Regions from separate parts of the Mus musculus genome. Here regions 1, 2, 3, 5 and 6 are each linked to region 4. Evidence: chromatin contacts called from public capture Hi-C, promoter capture Hi-C and targeted proximity ligation data. All regions are on one chromosome and are shown on one strand. The core of a region is the stretch at or near the end of the contact, and the rest is flanking DNA. Distances in the headings are between cores, read along the strand shown. Region 1 holds the start of Scyl1 (SCY1-like 1 (S. cerevisiae)). Region 2 holds the start of Efemp2 (epidermal growth factor-containing fibulin-like extracellular matrix protein 2). Region 3 holds the start of Ankrd13d (ankyrin repeat domain 13 family, member D). Region 4 holds the start of Mrpl11 (mitochondrial ribosomal protein L11). Region 5 holds the start of A930001C03Rik (RIKEN cDNA A930001C03 gene). Region 6 holds the start of Clcf1 (cardiotrophin-like cytokine factor 1).

Region 1 (2,700 bases), core at 92-2,591, 810 kb before region 4:
TCAGGCCTATCACAGCAATACCCCACTTCTGGTACCAACTTCTGTATTAGTCAGGGTTTTACTGCTGTGAACAGACACCATGACCAAGACAAGTCTTATAAAAAACAACATTTAATTGGGGCTGGCTTACAGGTTCAGAGGTTCAGTCCATTATCATCAAGGTGGGAGCATGGTAGTATCCAGGCAGGCATGGCGCAGGAGGAGCTGAGATTTCTATGTCTTCATCCAAAGGCTGCTAGTGGAAGACTGACTTCCAAGCAACTAGGGTGAGGATCTTATACCCACACCTACAATGACACACCCATTAGGTCACACCTCCAGATTGTGCCACTCCCTGGTCCAAGGATATACAAACCATCACAGAGGTATTTTCTTAATAGGAGTACACTGGGCCAACCATATACAAACTATCACAGGGTATTGGCGCTCCTAAAACTGGAGTTATAGGAGGTTGTGGGCCAACAGAGGGTGCTGAGAGACATTCTGGAAGAAAAGGTTTATTCCTGGCTTTGCCATGTTCCAACTGCCAGCTCAGCTCAGTGACTCAAACATCATTCCCAGCTTCAAGCTCCTGCAGGACTCTGGCCAGCACCCATGTCCACTTTGGACATACTTCTCTAACAACAGTTTCCCAGACCTCTCAGGACATTTGTGTCACCCCTTGCCTATCTCCACCTCAACCCCACTCTCAAGGTCTCAAGTACCTTTATTGTAGTAACTAAATTCCTCGCTGAACCCCAAATCTGCCCATTGCCTGTTGAAGGAGCGTTTGGCTTAAGAGATAACCATTGGAGTTTGGAGAGACCAGGGGTTAAGAGCACTGACTGCTTTTCCAGAGGTCCTGTGTTCAATTCCCAGCAACCACATGGCAGCTCACAACCATCTGTAATGGAATCCGATGCCCTCTTCTGTTGTGTCTGAAGCCAGCTACAGTGTAGTCATATACATAAAATAAATATATCTTAAAAAATGAGAGCAATAACCATTCTCCTCACTACTATTACTTTCCAATCATACTGCCTGCCACTAGTAGCCTTTCTTTTCTATCTCCCCATCTCTTTCCACCCCTGCCCCCCCAGGTTTAGATAGGCCCTATTGTCACGCTCACTTCCTGAACCCCTCCCCTCTTCATTCTACAACGGTTGCACTCACTACTCTCTATCACACTCAATTTTTCTATCTATACAAGGCCACAAGTTGGGAGCATTCAGATGACCATCTTGGCTCACCCTTCCGGTCACGCTCCGCCCTGCCCAGGGAGGTCTGCCTTCAGTCCAGCCTCACTCCCGCAAGGCCCCACCCTAAAGCTCCGCCCCAACTCAAACCCCGCCCATAGACCAGACTGGCTCCGCCCTCGCCCCGCCCCGCCCCGGCTCGGGCGGCCGGAGGACCCGGAGTGGAGGCTCCCGAGCCCGTGGCGGCGGCGACGATGTGGTTCTTTGCCCGGGACCCGGTCCGGGACTTCCCGTTCGAGCTGAGCCCTGAGCCCCCCGAAGGCGGGCCGCCCGGGCCCTGGATCCTGCACCGAGGCCGCAAAAAGGTGAGATACTGCGCTGCTCCGAAGGCCGCGGCCGACCTCGGCCTTTCCTACTATGTATGCCGGCTTCGCTGTGTCGCGCCGGGCCTGACGTGGCGGCGACCGAGAATCCCGGCAACGGGCTGGGGAGCGGGGCGAGCAGTGACGACGTGGCGGGCGGAAGGACCGAGGGACGGACAAGCAAACCGGACGGGGGTCACGTGGGCCTGGCTAGCTCCTTCAGGGCTGTCCTAGGGCGAGACTGGCTGGAGTCCCTTCCCTTCTGTTTTGGAGATGGGCTCGGAGCTGCTGTAGCCCAGGCAGGTTGGAGAGATCACCCGGCCCGTGCCTCTCAGGTTGCTCTGTCTGTCCTCCACCAGGCCACAGGCAGCGCAGTGTCCATCTTCGTGTATGATGTGAAACCGGGAGCTGAAGAGCAGACCCAGGTGGCCAAAGCTGCCTTCAAACGCCTCAAAACTCTCCGACACCCCAACATCCTGGCCTATATCGATGGGTTGGAGGTACCTGTCGCCCGATCTACCCATCTTACTCTCCTCAGGCCCTCACTTTGTACCCAAGTGCTTCAGTAGCTTCAGATTTGGTATCTTCTCCACTGCCTCTTTCCCTGTCACGCCCCTCATCTTCCCTTCCTCTTCTGGCACCGTGCCCTGATACCCCTTTTCTTACTCAGACAGAAAAGTGCCTCCACATCGTGACAGAGGCTGTGACCCCCCTGGGAACATACCTCAAGGCACGAGCAGAAGCAGGTGGCCTGAAGGAGCAGGAGCTGTCATGGGGGTTACACCAGATCGTGAAAGCCCTCAGCTTCCTGGTCAACGACTGCAACCTCATCCACAATAATGTCTGCATGGCCGCTGTGTTTGTGGACAGGGCTGGCGAGTGGAAACTTGGGGGTCTGGACTACATGTACTCGGCACAGGGCAACGGCGGGGGACCACCCAGCAAGGGGATCCCGGAGCTCGAGCAGTATGATCCCCCGGAGCTGGCTGACAGCAGTAGCAGAGCAGTCAGAGAGAAGTGGTGGGTGCCCGAGGTCACCGTACCTTGATCTGCCCGCACTGAGGCTCCTGGACTCTGGCGACCCCTAGACCCGCTGGGAAACCCCTTCCCTTGCTGCCTGCCTGGCAGGGGAAGCAGGATCTCAGGAGGAGGTGGTTGGCTAA
Region 2 (2,700 bases), core at 192-2,691, 510 kb before region 4:
GTAGTGGTTGATGCATTTCATCTCACCCTTGCAAGCCTCCGGGATGGTCAGGCACTCGTTGACATCTGCAGAGAGGGGCCTGCTGGGCACAGCCAGTCACCTGGGCTGGCCCTGGAGGTAGTGGGAGGCAGATGCCCAACTTGGCCTTCTCTAAGCTGAGCAACAGAGCAAGACTTTCTCTCTGCTAGGCAAACTAAGGCTGCTGACCCAGAAGCCCTGCCAGGGATTGGCAGGACTGGGAGTGGGGCCCCCTGTTTCACACTGGTATCTCCATTCTCCTGCCTCCTCAAATCCCTGCCTCTACCTTTGCCCAAGAGAAATTTTGCGGGCCTGCCGACCCACGGGGCATGCACGGCTCTCCCAGGCTGCATTGGGATAAAGAGCTGGGCTAGGCAGGTACAGTGCAGTCCAGGGAAGGTGTGCGTATTTCCTTCTCTCTGGGCAATAGCCAGGTGCTCCCTTCCCTCCTGCAGGATAGAGGCCGTTTGTCCAGCTTCTTGAAGGGGCAGGGCTCCTAACTGAGTGGCACAAGGGAAGCATGGCTGGCTACCAAGCTGGACAGGGAAAAGGGCCATCAAGTTCCTGCAGCAGCTCTGGGAGGTAAGGTATCCCTGGGAAACAACAACCCCCTTCCCAGTTCCTGAAGATGGCTAGTACCCCAGACAGAGACTCACCCCGGCAGTGCTGGCTGTCTGCATCCCACTCATAGCCATCTGTGCATTCCTGGAAGGGAACCCGATGTGGCCAGTGACCACCCTGGCTGTCTCCACCAACTAGCCAGGCCAAGACCAGGGCCAGAGTTCAGAGTCATGCTCGGGTCAGCTCCACACAATGGCCTCCAGCTTTCCACCAACCAAGCCGGGGAGAATCTTGCCCAGAAGCAGCCTCCCCAGGATCCTGATCTCACTGTCCTTCCCATCCCATCCCAAGCTGGTGACCCCACGGTCCCCACCGTGTAGCTGTCCGGCTCCTCGGGATCCTGTGGGGACGCTGCTCCCAAGAGCAACAGCAGAAACGCCCAGAGCAGCAAAGACCCGGGGAGGCAGGAGGCAAAAGGGAGCATCCTGAGGCTGGGAGGTGGTGGGCAGAAGTCAGGGGTTTCTGCCACAGCACCCCCCATTCCCTCTATCTGGAAGGGGAGCCTGGGTCCCAGCTGTCTCGTCTCAGGACTGTGCTGAGGCTGGAACCTTCCAGGGCTGGGGACAGAATCCTTTCGCAGGCCTATGGCCCAGGCCCGCAATCCCGGACCGCCCCGCCCCCGCCCCGCGAGTCGTGAAGCGCAGGCCTCCCCGCTCCGCGCAGCACCGACTCGGCCGCCAAACGGCCCGCGCCCTCCCTCCGCTGGAGGCCACTCACGCGTCGACTCCAGCAGTGCCTGCGGGCGGGCGGACGGACGGACGGACCGCGCAGCTCACTGGACGCGCGGCCCCAGGAAGCGCCCCCCGCCCGCCCGCCGGCCGCGGCCCACCCCGGCGCCTCCGCCCGCCCTTCGGCGGATTCCTGAGCCCGCGCCAGGGGGAGGGACCCCGACCCCCCGGCTTCTCCGCCCCGGCCGGCCACAGGCCCCCACCCGGTCCCCCGCGGCGCTGCCTGGAGTCGCCTGCGGACGCCCAGCCAGAGTTTCCCAAAGTTTGGATCCTTAGGCCACTGACCTTGATGCTTGGCCCCCAAACTCACCTAAGGACCCCGGGCCTTCACTCAAAATGTTATTCTGCCCACCTAGACCCTATCTAACCTGTGCCTCCGGAATCCCATGCTGTGCATTCGCACCTCCGTGTAACCCGATTCTGCGCCTCCCAGAACCTACTAGGCATTTAATCCTCAGAGCTTCAAATTCTACTCCTTTCAGAATTTTATCCAGTGTTAAACCATCATCACTTAGATGATCCTAAAACTTCATCCAAGGTTTCCAGACCCTCGTCCAACTTAATTAATTGTCCAAATTAATTGTCCAATTCCCTCTGCATCCACATCCACGGCCTCCAGGTGGTCTCTTTACTTGGGGTACTGCTTCCCCAAGCCGTGCCAGCGCAAAACTACAGTAGTATGGGGGAGAGGGCAGCAGTATTCTTGGCTCGAAATGAATGGAAGCCCCTGGGAAGGCGGGCAAGCTTGAACTTGGGCGCGGAGGACACTAGGGCCCAGTGCCAGCCCTTTCCCGAGCCTCTTCCCATCCAAGTCCCCCACCCAGTTTCCGCCTCCGCCCCCAGCGGAGATCATGCCTTGGAGGCGGAGTCTGGGTGCCTCCAGCGCCCAGGAAGGGGTGAATGGGCGGGACTTCGCGTTGCCCACGTCTCAAGGCGGGCCTAGACGGGAAAGGGTTGCGTGTCCAGGGTTCCCGTGCCTGGCCCAGACCGCTAGCGGCAATAACCAGGTCTTCCTTAACTTTCCCTTACCCAACCTCTTTCCATCTTGTTTGTTTGTTTGTTTTTGTTTTGTCATTTTGAGACAGGGTCTCACATTGTGTAACTCTGACTGTTCTGGAACTCACTAAGTAGATGAGGCCTCGAACTCACAAAGATCCGCCTGTTTCTGCCTCCTAGGCTCTGGGATGAAAGGTGTACACTACCATGCTCCGCTCTGCCTTGACGTTTAAAAAAAAAAATCTGCTTCATTTCATTTAACTGTCTGAGTGGTAATGTATGTGGTATATTCGTGTGTACCTATTCACCTTATGTTTTAAGACAGGGTTTGTCGCTG
Region 3 (2,700 bases), core at 39-2,538, 680 kb after region 4:
GAGTTCCTCCCAAAGTCCAGACATCGTAGATGACCTGACCACAGCACACACGGTGGGTAGCCTAGATCCCGGACTGCTATAAACCACCCGATCGCAGGGAGAAAGGTGGCAATCAGGCTGAAGAGATGAGGACATCCTTGGGCAGGAAGGGAACCTCAGTTAGATGGCCTTTCTCCATCACACTAAGTTTAACAGATAGGGAGGTGGAGCCATCCGATGAAGGTGTTTGCTGCCAAACCTGACAACCTGAGTTAAAGGATGGGAGAGAACCAACTCTCAAAAGTTGGTTTTTCACCTCCACACTCATGAGCACCCCCACACAAAAATGAATGTAAGATTTAAAAATAGAGAAACAGACCAGAGTCAGTTTTGGAAAGTCTGGTTTACCCCCTCGCCACCCAGCAAGACCAGGATCAGAGAACCCATGGTAGGACTGAAGATAACCAAGGGTCCCAACTAAGCTGGCTGGCTGCTTGAACCCTAGATCCTGTGTGAGTGGAAGTGCCAGCCTTGTTTCGAAATTCTCCTTCCTTCCCTGTTGGCAGTAAAATGCAGCCTCTGCAAAATGGACTCCTGTGGTGGTAGCGTGCACCCTGGCCGATCACCCAGCCAGGAAGCTGAGCTTATGTCCCCCAACCCCAACAATATTCCTGTTCCTGATTCCTTGCTGTCTTCCAGGCATCAAGGCCAGACAGATCCTCGGGAAAGAAAGCTTTGACTGGTCAGCATTAGGGGTTGCTGCGGGGTGCCCATCTCCAGAAGCTAAGCGCCTGTGCTGGCAGGGATGAGGTCAAGATTTCCCATCCCACCCGCCTATAAAAGACAAGTCGGTGCTGATGGAACTCAGGAGTGGGCTAGACAGAAGGACACATTGTCAGCGGGGGTGGGGGGGGGTGGGGGCGGGGGGGGCTGCAAGAACAACAGACCCTGGCCCAATCCCAGTGCCACCGAGCCTACCCCACTCCCCTTCCGTTCCCTCCTCCCTCACCTTTCTGACCACTAAGAGATTTGCCCAGGGCCTGGGGCGCCCCCTGCGGGCACGGGTGGAGCTGCAGCTATGCCCCGCCCTCCGGAACAACCCCACCGACCATGGCGCTTCAAAATGAAGTTCCGGCTGTTCCTGGGGCGCATGTGGTTGCCCTGGAGACTGGACAGCACCCCACACACACTCCGCCCGCCCCCAGCGCGCAGGCCTGCAGTGGTTGCCGTAGCTACGGGAGGCGAGGGTGTGCGAAGCCCGACGCCACGCCCTAACTCCATGTAGCCCCGCCCCCAGATCCCCGCCCCGCCCTCCCTGCCGCCTTCGCTCTTGCTGCGGCGGCTTCTAGCAGGGGTCCGCGGGGCTGCAGCGGGTGCGGCTGAGGTGCGGCTCAGAGCGGAGGAGCAGGGGACGTGCCAGGCGCAGGCCAAGAAGGGCTGGGCCTTTCGCTCGGGATGCGGTGCTGAAGCCCAGCATGGCCGGCCTGGGCCCCACCTTCCCGCTGCACCGGCTAGTCTGGGCGAACCGGCACCGCGAACTGGAGGCCGCACTGCACAGCCGCAAGGTGAGGCCCTGAAGGGGATCCGATTCGGTTGGTTTCCTCCCCAAGCCCCGGTGCCAAAGTACGGAATCTACTCCGCAGCTCACCGCCCCTGCTGTGCTCCGCAGCTGCATCCTGACTCCTTAGGTCCAGCTCTTTCCAAATCCCTGGTCACCTGCCCTCGAGCTTGAGCATTTGTTTAGCGCATCTCCCTTGGTTGGGCCTTGCTCTGCTATCTGCCCCCTTCGTATTGCGTTAAGCTCAGGATTCACCCTCATCACCTCTGAGCTAGAATGAGGACAAGAACCGTGTTCTAGCCCTCAAGCTGGTCTAAACTCTCAGCATCCCTAGCCTGAATCTGTCTTGCTAGACTCCACCACCAGGCCCTCAACTCTGGATAGCAGAGGGCAGAAGAAATGAGCAGTTCCTTCCCACTGGCCCTTACTGTCCCCTTTACCCCGACACTTTCCAGTCCACATAGGCCACACTCTTATCTTCTCACTGACCTGGTTACCCATAGTAACTCCAGCCCTTTTCAATCCAGTGACCTCCTTGCTTTGGCCCTCTCTTGCCTTGTATTGAGTGACCCATCTCCCTTAGCACGACATTGAGCAGGAGGACCCCCAAGGGCGAACCCCCCTGGAGCTTGCTGTGACCTTGGGGAACTTGGAGTCTGTGAGAGTCCTCCTCCGACATAATGCCAACGTGGGCAAAGAGAGCCACCAGGGCTGGGCAGGTACTGTGCAGGGCAGAGGGTCCTCCCTTGAGACTAGCTTCCAGGTTGGTGAATGGGGGGCAGGGGGAGTAAGTAACCGTGCCTGGGGGCGCTAAGAGGGCTACCCCAGCAGTTGCTCATCTCCAGTCCTGCAGGAGGCAGTCAGCACTGGAGACCCTGAGATGGTACAGTTGGTACTCCAGTATCGGGACTTCCAGAGGGCCACACAGAGGTTGGCTGGCATTCCAGAACTGCTCAACAAACTCCGTCAGGTATTACCATAGAGTAAAGAAGTGGGGTATAACAGGCGCTCCGTCTTCCTGTGATAAGCCTGGCCTTGGAGGAGTATCTAGGTTGTGCGAGACGCTTTCCCACCATCTGTGTCTCAACCTCTGCCAAGGGTCATGTAAGAAATATGGGATCCCAGGCCCATGCAGATGAGACTGGGTCTTTTGCAAGGAAGAC
Region 4 (2,700 bases), core at 152-2,651:
CCAAATGAAGAACTTACTTGGATTCCTCTCAAGATACTCACTCCTTCACCACTCGAATGCCCAGGGAACGGGCAGAGCCAATGATGGAACGGACCACAGAAGACAGGGGCACATCTTGCATGGCAAAAGCATCATCCTTAGCTTTGACACAGGCAATCTCATATACGTGCTTCAAACTCACCAGGCCTGCCACCTCTTTCCCTGGGAAGAAGGAGCAAAGAATTCTTCAAGTGCCACTACATTTCTCTGGATACATCAGACTCTCAGGTGCCCACTCTAGTCCTTACCTGTATGCCGGGCCCCCTTCTCGATCCCAGCAGCTGCCTTCAAAAAGTAAGAAACAGTGGGCTGCCCAATCTTGAGCTCAAATGTCCTGTCGGGCTTAACAGACAAAGATACATGAGAATTTCTTGGTTTTCTATCCAGTCCAAGACATTTCTAATGTCCCTTTCCTTCTCCCACCAACTTGCACACCACAAAAGACAGAAAAACAAATCTACAGCACACATCCCTGCCATTTTTATTCCTAGCCCAAATCTCCTCTGGAAGCCCCAGTGAGATGAGAGGTAAGAACCACAATATGGCAGGATCAAGCCAGTTCAGAGAAATTATGGTCTAGGCTTCTGTTTAAATGATAAGTGGAAGGTAGCAACCAAGTTAAGAGTCAGAGAAGCAACCAGAGTGACTAGTTTCAAGGGCCAAGGAAATATATGGGAGAATGGGTCTCTCTACCTTTATAAAAATTTTTGTAGGCAGGGGAATGCCTTCTTTGATGTCCTTTGTCTTCTCGTTGAACTCTTTGCAGAACTGGTTGATAGAGACACCTCGCTATAAGGAACGCATACACAAAGTTAAGTATGGGAGCTGAAGGCTTTCTACCAACCAGGAGCCCCTGTCCTTTCATCTTTGTGTGTGTGGGGGGGGGGGGCGGGGGTATGGGTGTGTGTTGTTATATTTCTTCTACTCTGGTTCTATAGCTTTGGGTGCCAGGCAATTCGTCCACAAGGTACCACTTAATCAGCAACTAGCCAACTTGGGGGTCAGAGGTGCTGAGGTCAAAAGAGGCTCCGTAAGTAATACAAGGACATAAGGCCTGAAGGTGTGAATAGTGGAGACAACGTTTATAAAGGAGACTTCCCCGGCTCCAGCGCACTCTCCCACGTCTCCCAGGCCGGGTTCCGCACACCGCACCTGACCCAAGATGGGACCTAGTGGAGGCCCAGGAATAGCTTGGCCTGCTCGCACGATGGACCGGATCACGCCGCCGGCCTCGGGCTTCTTGAGGGTCCGAGTGGCCCGGCTTAGCTTGGACATGATGTAGGATTTTAATCTTAGCTCGCCTCGGAGAAGCAAAGAACTACGCTCTGGGCGCGGCCATTTTGGGTCAGAGGTGAAGGGCCCTCGTGTTCGGCTAGGGTAAATGAGACCAAAAAAGAGCAGTCTTGTTTCAGGCATACAGCTCTCCAACTAAAGACCAATTACGGAATTTAAGAATTAATTGAACTTTGCGCTCTGAAGGCAGGACGAGAACCTATATGGTTTCAGTACACACAATCCCTCAGCGGTGCGCACAGGCATCACCTTAGACAGCCAAACAGGAGTTCGGGACTTTGAGTCTCCGCACAGCATTGTGGGTATGTAGTTCAGCGCCTTATCCTGCGCCTGCTGTTGGCCGTGTTCTGGGTTGCCATCTGCTGGACACAGTGATATCTTAGCGTTTGATATGGAGCAAGTTATGCAAAATCCCTTGAGTCTTTTGTTTCCTCATGTGGTTTTTCATGGAAGGCAATATGATTATAGACGGGAAATGAAATGGCAGACTGCTGCTCTTGCTGGCTATGAACCTGATTCATAGCTAGACAAAGAGTTAGAGCTAGGATTAGGCTACTGTTTCTGTTACCTATGAAAATCTTTGACACCGCGAATATTATAGGTACCTTTCAGAATTGTTGTGACAGCTCAGTAACACACGTTGAACCAAGAAGGCATTTACCGCTATTTATACAAAGGGAAAAGCTCTTCCCCGCGCTTTTGAAATGCTAAGTTTGTGAATTCTCATCCCAGTCAAACCTGATTTTCCACTAGCTTATTAGGCATACTTTATTGCTTCCCCGTCTTTCATTTTTTCATTGGAAGATGACTTTTTGTGTCTCAGAACTCCGCATCCCGCTCTATTCTGTCCAGGATTCCTGATTATTACTTGCGTTTTAGGGAATGGTATTTGAGCCAGGTGGTGTTTGAAGCCTTTATTATCCCTCCCTAGAGCAATCTTGTGTATCTAGGCACTTTAGGGTAGTAGCAATGGCCTTGGTAGGACTCTTTGACTCACAGACTCTTCCTGACCACACGTGGCTGCAAAGCTCCAATAACTGTAGGTTGAATGCTCCATTATTTTCTCCAACAGTTCAGGATATAAAGTTCTCTGATCCAGTCTCCAGACTGAGACTACTTCGAAGGAACTATCCACTAACTCACTGTTTGCGATCCTTCAGATTCGAGGGGAATTCTCCAGTTTCTTTTTTCTTTTTTTTTTCCTTTTCTTTTCCTTTTTAAAAAATAATTCCTCTCCAGACAACCAGGCAGCCTATTATGTAGCATACCACTTCAAATTCTATCATCTTCCTCTAAACCGCCTCTCACAAACCTCCATTTTTTTCTTTCCTCTACCATTTCCTTGTGTGTGCAATGTACGTTTTTGCG
Region 5 (2,700 bases), core at 21-2,520, 520 kb after region 4:
AAGAAGGTTGCGGAGATTTAGAGAAAAGTAAGATTTATTCCTGAAATCCAAAGTGCTCCACCCTCCAGATACTAGCTCCTCAGCCAAGTCCCGCCCTCTGTCCTGTCGCTAAGAAGTGGGGGCGTGGCTACCTTGCTCCAGTCTCTTCGAAGAGCCCCTTTTTCCTTTCTCCTGTCCTGACACCTCCTATTCTAGGCTTCTCAGAGTCGAGGTTTTGATCGGAACAGTGCAGGGTCCCCAGACTCTAAGAAACTAAGGATCATCTGCATTGATTAAACATTATACCAAAGAGCTGGAGAGATGGCCCAGAGGTTAAGAACATTGGCTGCTCTTCCAGAGGATCCCGGTTCACCCACATAGTGGCTCATAATGTCTGTAACTCTAGTTCCAGGGTTTCCGAGTGCAGAGGACACCAGGATGCATGTCTATGTCTATACATGCAGATAAAACGCCCACACGCGTAAAAAATAAAACTAAAAGGCCATCATACTATATACCATAATATGAACCATTCATGACATCTGCCATGTGCCAGAGCTAGCTCTGAGCTCTACAGATGGACGGTTCCATAGTTTTCCTTAGCTCACTGGCTGCCTGGGTGAGATGCGTGGTAATTCCACCTTCATTGAAACTTCCTGGAGCTGGCTGAAGAGGTCCTGCAGTGACCCACAAGGGCATGCCCGGGCCACTCCTTTCTCATCTGGCCTACAACATTTGGAGGAGGTCCGCAAATAGCAGAAACTCATATTCATTCATTCATTCATTCATTCATTCACCCACCCATTCATTCATAAAAATAACCTCCCACCCATGGCAGATAGTCCAGGTGCTTCCTCCTTCCCTGTCCCCAGCCTCTCTCCAAGTACTTGTCTACTCTCCCACGAGCCCTGGGTGCCCTCTGGAGGCGTAGGTCTCCGCTCACCCCTGCGGCCTCAGCGACTGCACGCAGTAGGTGCTGCAAAAGTCTTTCTTGAGTGTCTAGACAGGACGCCAGGAGACCGGACCCCAGGAGCGTCCACCCTTGGGCGGGCGCCGCACCCCCATCTTGTCCCGGGCTTCTCACCTGAGCTGGGTGTCCCCCGCCCCCCGGGCCGCCTCCTGTCCCGGCCGCCCCGCTCCCACTTCCTCCCGCCGCCCCGCCCCTTCCACATTCCTGTCCCGCCGGGCCAGCCCCGCGCCCGCCGCAGCCAGCCCGCCGCGTACCGCCTGCTGCTCCGCGCACCGCCGTCCGCCAGCCAGGGATGAACGCGTCCCAGGTTGCGGGAGAAGAGGCGCCGCAGAGCGGGCACTCGGTCAAGGTGGTCCTGGTGGGCGACGGGGGCTGCGGGAAGACGTCACTGATGATGGTCTTCGCCAAAGGGGCCTTCCCAGAGGTGAGTGCCCTCATCCTTGGCCCTGCGCTGGGGACACCCCCCATGTGCGGGTCTGCTGAGAGCTGCCTCGAAAGAACCCAGCTCTAGCCTCCTAGGGGGAAATCTCAGCAGGGCCTGGGGTCGAAGGCAGAGTTTTTCAGTTTTAGCCAGTAGAAGCAAAGTGGGACTAATAGCACTTAGGGGGAGGGGTGTCACAGGGACTGAATTGGGCCACCTAGGGAAATAGCAAATCCTACGAGAGCAGTTGTTGTCACTACTTGGCGACGAGAGTGTGAGGACTTTGGAGCTCGACTGGCAGCAGTAAAATCAAGCCTTTGCCTCTTACAGCTGTGTGCCTTTGGGCAAGTCCCTTAACCTCTCTGAAGGTTAACTACATGATAGGACTGAAAGCCCCTACCCGAGCGTAGTATAGAAAAGAGTGCTGAAAGTTAGTTGCTGAAAGTTAGTAAGTGATGTTCGTCGGGCGACATCACCTCTTCTCCATCCACTATGGTGCAAATCCCCATGCTTTACCCTAGAGAGGAAAACTGGAACACCGACCCTTCTCTGAAGAGTCTGATTATGCCATACTTCGACTCTAACCAAGCCTCAGTTTCTCAGAGCAACCTGATAGGGGGAAGAAAGCTGGGACAGTGAGGCTGAAGGCTGATGGCCGGCTCGGTGCGGTACCTGGTTGCATCCTGGCTCTCTGGGCTTGTCACTGTGAGTCCTCAAGGACCCCATGACCAGAACAGTGGCTGAGCCCTCCTTCTGTGCCTCCACGAGGAGTGGGGGTCCTGTGTGTTTGTGGGTTTGCCTTCAGCAGCAAGCCTTCTTTTCCTGTCCCCACGTCCTTCTGGCCTCTGGGATTGTGCAGAAGTGGGTAATTTGATGGAAGGAGCCAGAGAAGCTGACCTGGCAAATAGGGCACAGTCTTGCTTGCTACTCTGAATACCAGTGGTTTTTATGGTTGTTGGGTTTTTTTTTGGGGGGGGGGGTTGTATTTTTGTCGTTTTACTTTAGTGGTTCCTGTTTTGTTTTTGAGACAGGATATTACTGTGGAGGCCTTGTACGCTCAGTCCTCCTGTCTCTCGGCCCAAGGATTGCTCAGATCACGTGTATGCACCACCATACCCATCTCACAGCCTTTGGTTTTGTGGTTTGCAAAGCTGACGTCACCTTCTTTGACCAGTTACAGTTTTTTTGTTTTTAAGTATAGGAGATATTTTCCAGGTCTTTAGGTACTGCCCATGGGAACCCAACCAACGTGGGAACCAGGAGATCAGAGGAGGCACCTAAAGGTGGAGGGGGTGGGGAAGGCTCTGCAACACTGGCCTGGGGCAGGCAT
Region 6 (2,700 bases), core at 142-2,641, 750 kb after region 4:
CGCGGACTTTGCTTGAGGGGATCAGCTCCAAGAACTGGGGCGGTGGAAGTTGGCAGTTCGCTGGCCCTACCTTCTCGACCGTGACCTCTCGATCTCGGACCCCTCCCGGCGGCGATGGCGCCTTCCCCTTGTGTGGCCCCGGCGCCCCCGGCCCCGCCCCCCCGTTCGCTCCCTTCCCGGCGGCGGCGGGGGCGGAGGCGGGGTCCGGGCGTTGGGCTTCGGGGCTCGGCTGAGCCGCTGCCCGCTCCGGCGCGTCCACTCCCTGCCTGGCCCGCCCTCCTGCCACGGGCCGCCTAGCCAGGCAGCCGCTCGAGGGGCTGCCGGCAGTCTCGGCGCTCCCGGCCGCTGACGGACTTTTTCCTGCTGGGTCCGGCCAGGCTGCGTCTCCCCCACAACACCCTCCTGCAGTAATCACTCCCAGGCCACCGCGGGCTCGGGGCCCCGGCCACCCCGCCGCGCCTACCTGCCTCTGGCTCCCAGGCGGTGGGCAGCATGGAGGGCTCCGGCCACGCCGCGCGCAGCGTAGTAACCGGAGTCCCGTGGCGGCCCGGCCCGGCCCGGCCCGGCCCAGCTAGGTTTGCTCTGCCCTCCGCCCTCCTCTCGCGCGCCCTCCTGCCCTCCCCGCGGGCCGAGGAAGGAGTTCAGCGCGGCCCGAGGTGTCGGCCTCCCCCTCGCTTCCCGCTGCTCGGCCGCGGGCTCCCCCTCTGCCTCTCTCCCTCCCTCTTCCTCTCCTGGCCCCCTCCTCCCTTGCGCCGCGGCCCCCCCCCCACACCCTCGCTGCCCGCCTCGGACTCGCTCGCCCCGATTCTGGCGCGGGGCTCTGTGTCCGCGGGTTCCCTGGGACCCCGCCTCGCCGCGGCTCCAGGTGGCCGCCCGTCCAGGTCTGAGGGTTGTCCAGGCTCCCCGCCGCGTTCTCAGCCACCTCCTGGCTCCGCCAAGCGGACTCCAGGAATGCCGCGTCCCCACCCGGCCCCTCTCGAGGGCGCCCGGCCGTACCTCCCCAGCCCGAGCTCTGCTCCCCGGCCCGGCCCGGGCTTGGGGCTCCGAGGGTGGGGAGGAGGACGGGAACCGGATCTCACTGGTGCTGGGCGGGGGCGGAGGCCTCGGCCTCGGACGCCTGGCTCCTACCTGCTCGGAGGTCCATGGGGCTGGGGGCCGGGCCGGCCGGGCGCGGCTCCTCTCCCAGAGGCTGGCGGAGTGGGAGGGCGAGCCGCGGCTCCGGCGAAGCTTTAATAATCCCATCCGCCAGGCCCACTCGCAGGTTTTTTTCTCTCGGTTTCGCATTTTTTTTTCGGTGTGGGACATTCTGCAAACTTTTTTTTTTCTGACGTGTAAAGCTGTAACCACAAATTGTAGCAGCCCTCCCCGGGTGGGGGGAAGAGGGGGGAGGAGGGAAGGGAGGGCTTCTGGGGCTCCTCTCCCTCCCACAACACTGAGGGGGGGGGTGGTGAGGTGAGGCAAGGCTGCGACGGTACCACCCTAGGCCTCCTGGGGGAGGGGGCAGGGAGGGCATCGTCCCTCGGCAAACTCCTGAGAGCTTGGAAAGGGAGCTGGCCTTGGTGTGGGCTTCTTCCTTGGTGTCGGCCAAGGCATGCTGGCCTTCTTCCCTCTGCTCATTGCCGGGTTGAGGGTCCCTGTACCCACTCTACCTCTGCCTCTTCATTCTAACCTTCCCTCCCCCTCCCACTTGAGTAAATGCAATGACACATTCTCTCAAATGCCAGCAAGCTGGCCTCCAAGCAAGTGATGGTGTTTTTCCTGCTGCCCTTTGTCTGGGCTGACCGCCCCCCTTGCCTATTGTCCCGCCACTTGTCCCACTTCCAAAAGCTAGAGCTAAGTGTGGCGCCAGGGGCTGGGGCAGGTGACTAACCAGCTCACAATGCCCCCTGAGGAGGGGAGAGGGCACCAGGGCCCAGCTTCTCAGTCAAGTTCACAAGGGTTTTCATTCTTCCCGGTGACCAGGGAGAGTGCACATGGGTGGGGGATTTGTAATTCATTAATCAGCACAAGGCACCGGACCAGTTTCAACACCAGAGGCTTCACGGGTGACTCAGCGGGAACTCGAAGATTCAAGGCCATGGATAGACCCAGCATCCCGTTAGTGAAAAGCTTCCCCATCGAGACATTTGGCATCCTCTTCCCTTTGGGGGTTTGGGTTGTTGGTTTTTCCGGTGGTGAGGTAGGGGTGGTTTGGCTAAGAGCATTCTCCCTCCTTCCCCTCAGGCCTGGGTTGGGACTTTCTGAGTGGGAGACCTAGGGGACCCATAAGCCTAGACCCTCCCAGGAGGGTCTCCTTTCCTCCTCCTTCCTCCCTCTCCAGAGGGCTGCCAGGGAGAGCGAGGGAGCATGAGAGCTAGTGCAGAGGAAACAGCTGTCATCTGGGGCTTGGAGGCAGCCCCATTCTGTGATTTTTCTTGGGGGACAGTCATTTGGTCCCCAAGTCTTGGGTGCTTGTAGAAGCATTCCACCAATTAAGTCATCTGATAAGTTGCTGTGTTGTTTCTCTGTAGTCTCACCAGGGGTAGATAGCGGTGGCAGCCAGCCGTGGAAGGTGATGCCTGTCTCTGGAATGGCATGAGGTATTCACCCCCCCCCCCACTTCTGCTGGGACCCCTGGGAAAGGAGGGCACTCTGCCAGTCCAACACAGCCCCTCCAGCCTGTGGGTCAGCGTGGGCATCAGTCATGGCCAGTGCTAGTTT

Evidence for each region. Promoter capture Hi-C pulls out the DNA fragments that hold promoters and counts their contacts. Capture Hi-C pulls out chosen DNA fragments and counts their contacts.
Region 1: a promoter capture Hi-C map of liver shows a contact between it and region 4, with 2.9 times the contacts expected there. A contact is called at or near these places in 2 of 39 promoter capture datasets (both in liver).
Region 2: a promoter capture Hi-C map of cranial neural crest shows a contact between it and region 4. A contact is called at or near these places in 3 of 39 promoter capture datasets (cranial neural crest and liver).
Region 3: a contact with region 4 is called in a targeted proximity ligation map of memory CD8 T cells, with 5 read pairs. A contact is called at or near these places in 3 of 130 datasets of targeted methods (epiblast stem cells, large pre-B cells and memory CD8 T cells).
Region 5: a contact with region 4 is called in a capture Hi-C map of macrophages, with 3 times the contacts expected there. A contact is called at or near these places in 12 of 39 promoter capture datasets (the 3T3-L1 cell line, 3T3-L1-derived adipocytes, the C10 cell line and 6 more), 1 of 484 Hi-C or Micro-C datasets (embryonic stem cells), 4 of 130 datasets of targeted methods (the 230-238 cell line, astrocytes, extraembryonic endoderm stem cells and 1 more) and 1 of 9 other capture datasets (macrophages).
Region 6: a promoter capture Hi-C map of stem cell-derived epiblast-like cells shows a contact between it and region 4, with 1.9 times the contacts expected there. A contact is called at or near these places in 3 of 39 promoter capture datasets (3T3-L1-derived adipocytes, liver and stem cell-derived epiblast-like cells) and 1 of 130 datasets of targeted methods (pancreatic cancer cells).

What each region holds. Positions count from the first base shown.
Region 1 is chr19:5,770,060-5,772,759 of GRCm38.p6, reverse strand. It overlaps Scyl1 (SCY1-like 1 (S. cerevisiae)), which reads left to right and starts at 1,341. Exons shown (of 17, transcript NM_023912.3): 1 at 1,341-1,540; 2 at 1,897-2,037; 3 at 2,208-2,557. The coding sequence starts at 1,430.
Region 2 is chr19:5,473,431-5,476,130 of GRCm38.p6, reverse strand. Efemp2 (epidermal growth factor-containing fibulin-like extracellular matrix protein 2) reads right to left here and starts at 1,441. Exons shown (of 11, transcript NM_021474.3): 1 at 1,357-1,441; 2 at 953-1,070; 3 at 675-723; 4 at 1-65. The coding sequence starts at 1,063.
Region 3 is chr19:4,281,725-4,284,424 of GRCm38.p6, reverse strand. Ankrd13d (ankyrin repeat domain 13 family, member D) reads left to right here and starts at 1,288. Exons shown (of 15, transcript NM_026720.2): 1 at 1,288-1,544; 2 at 2,121-2,256; 3 at 2,383-2,507. The coding sequence starts at 1,455.
Region 4 is chr19:4,961,007-4,963,706 of GRCm38.p6, reverse strand. It overlaps Mrpl11 (mitochondrial ribosomal protein L11), which reads right to left and starts at 1,401. Exons shown (of 5, transcript NM_025553.4): 1 at 1,192-1,401; 2 at 733-828; 3 at 288-381; 4 at 42-201. The coding sequence starts at 1,314.
Region 5 is chr19:4,437,893-4,440,592 of GRCm38.p6, reverse strand. It overlaps A930001C03Rik (RIKEN cDNA A930001C03 gene), which reads right to left and starts at 1,270. Exons shown (of 3, transcript NR_045990.1): 1 at 1,204-1,270. It overlaps Rhod (ras homolog family member D), which reads left to right and starts at 1,150. Exons shown (of 5, transcript NM_007485.5): 1 at 1,150-1,373. The coding sequence starts at 1,242.
Region 6 is chr19:4,212,929-4,215,628 of GRCm38.p6, reverse strand. Clcf1 (cardiotrophin-like cytokine factor 1) reads right to left here and starts at 1,391. Exons shown (of 3, transcript NM_019952.5): 1 at 1,129-1,391. The coding sequence starts at 1,144. It overlaps Gm45928 (predicted gene, 45928), which reads right to left and starts at 1,204. Exons shown (of 4, transcript NR_132309.2): 1 at 1,129-1,204. LOC102631992 (a long non-coding RNA gene) reads left to right here. Exons shown (of 4, transcript XR_003952884.1): 3 at 1-2,579.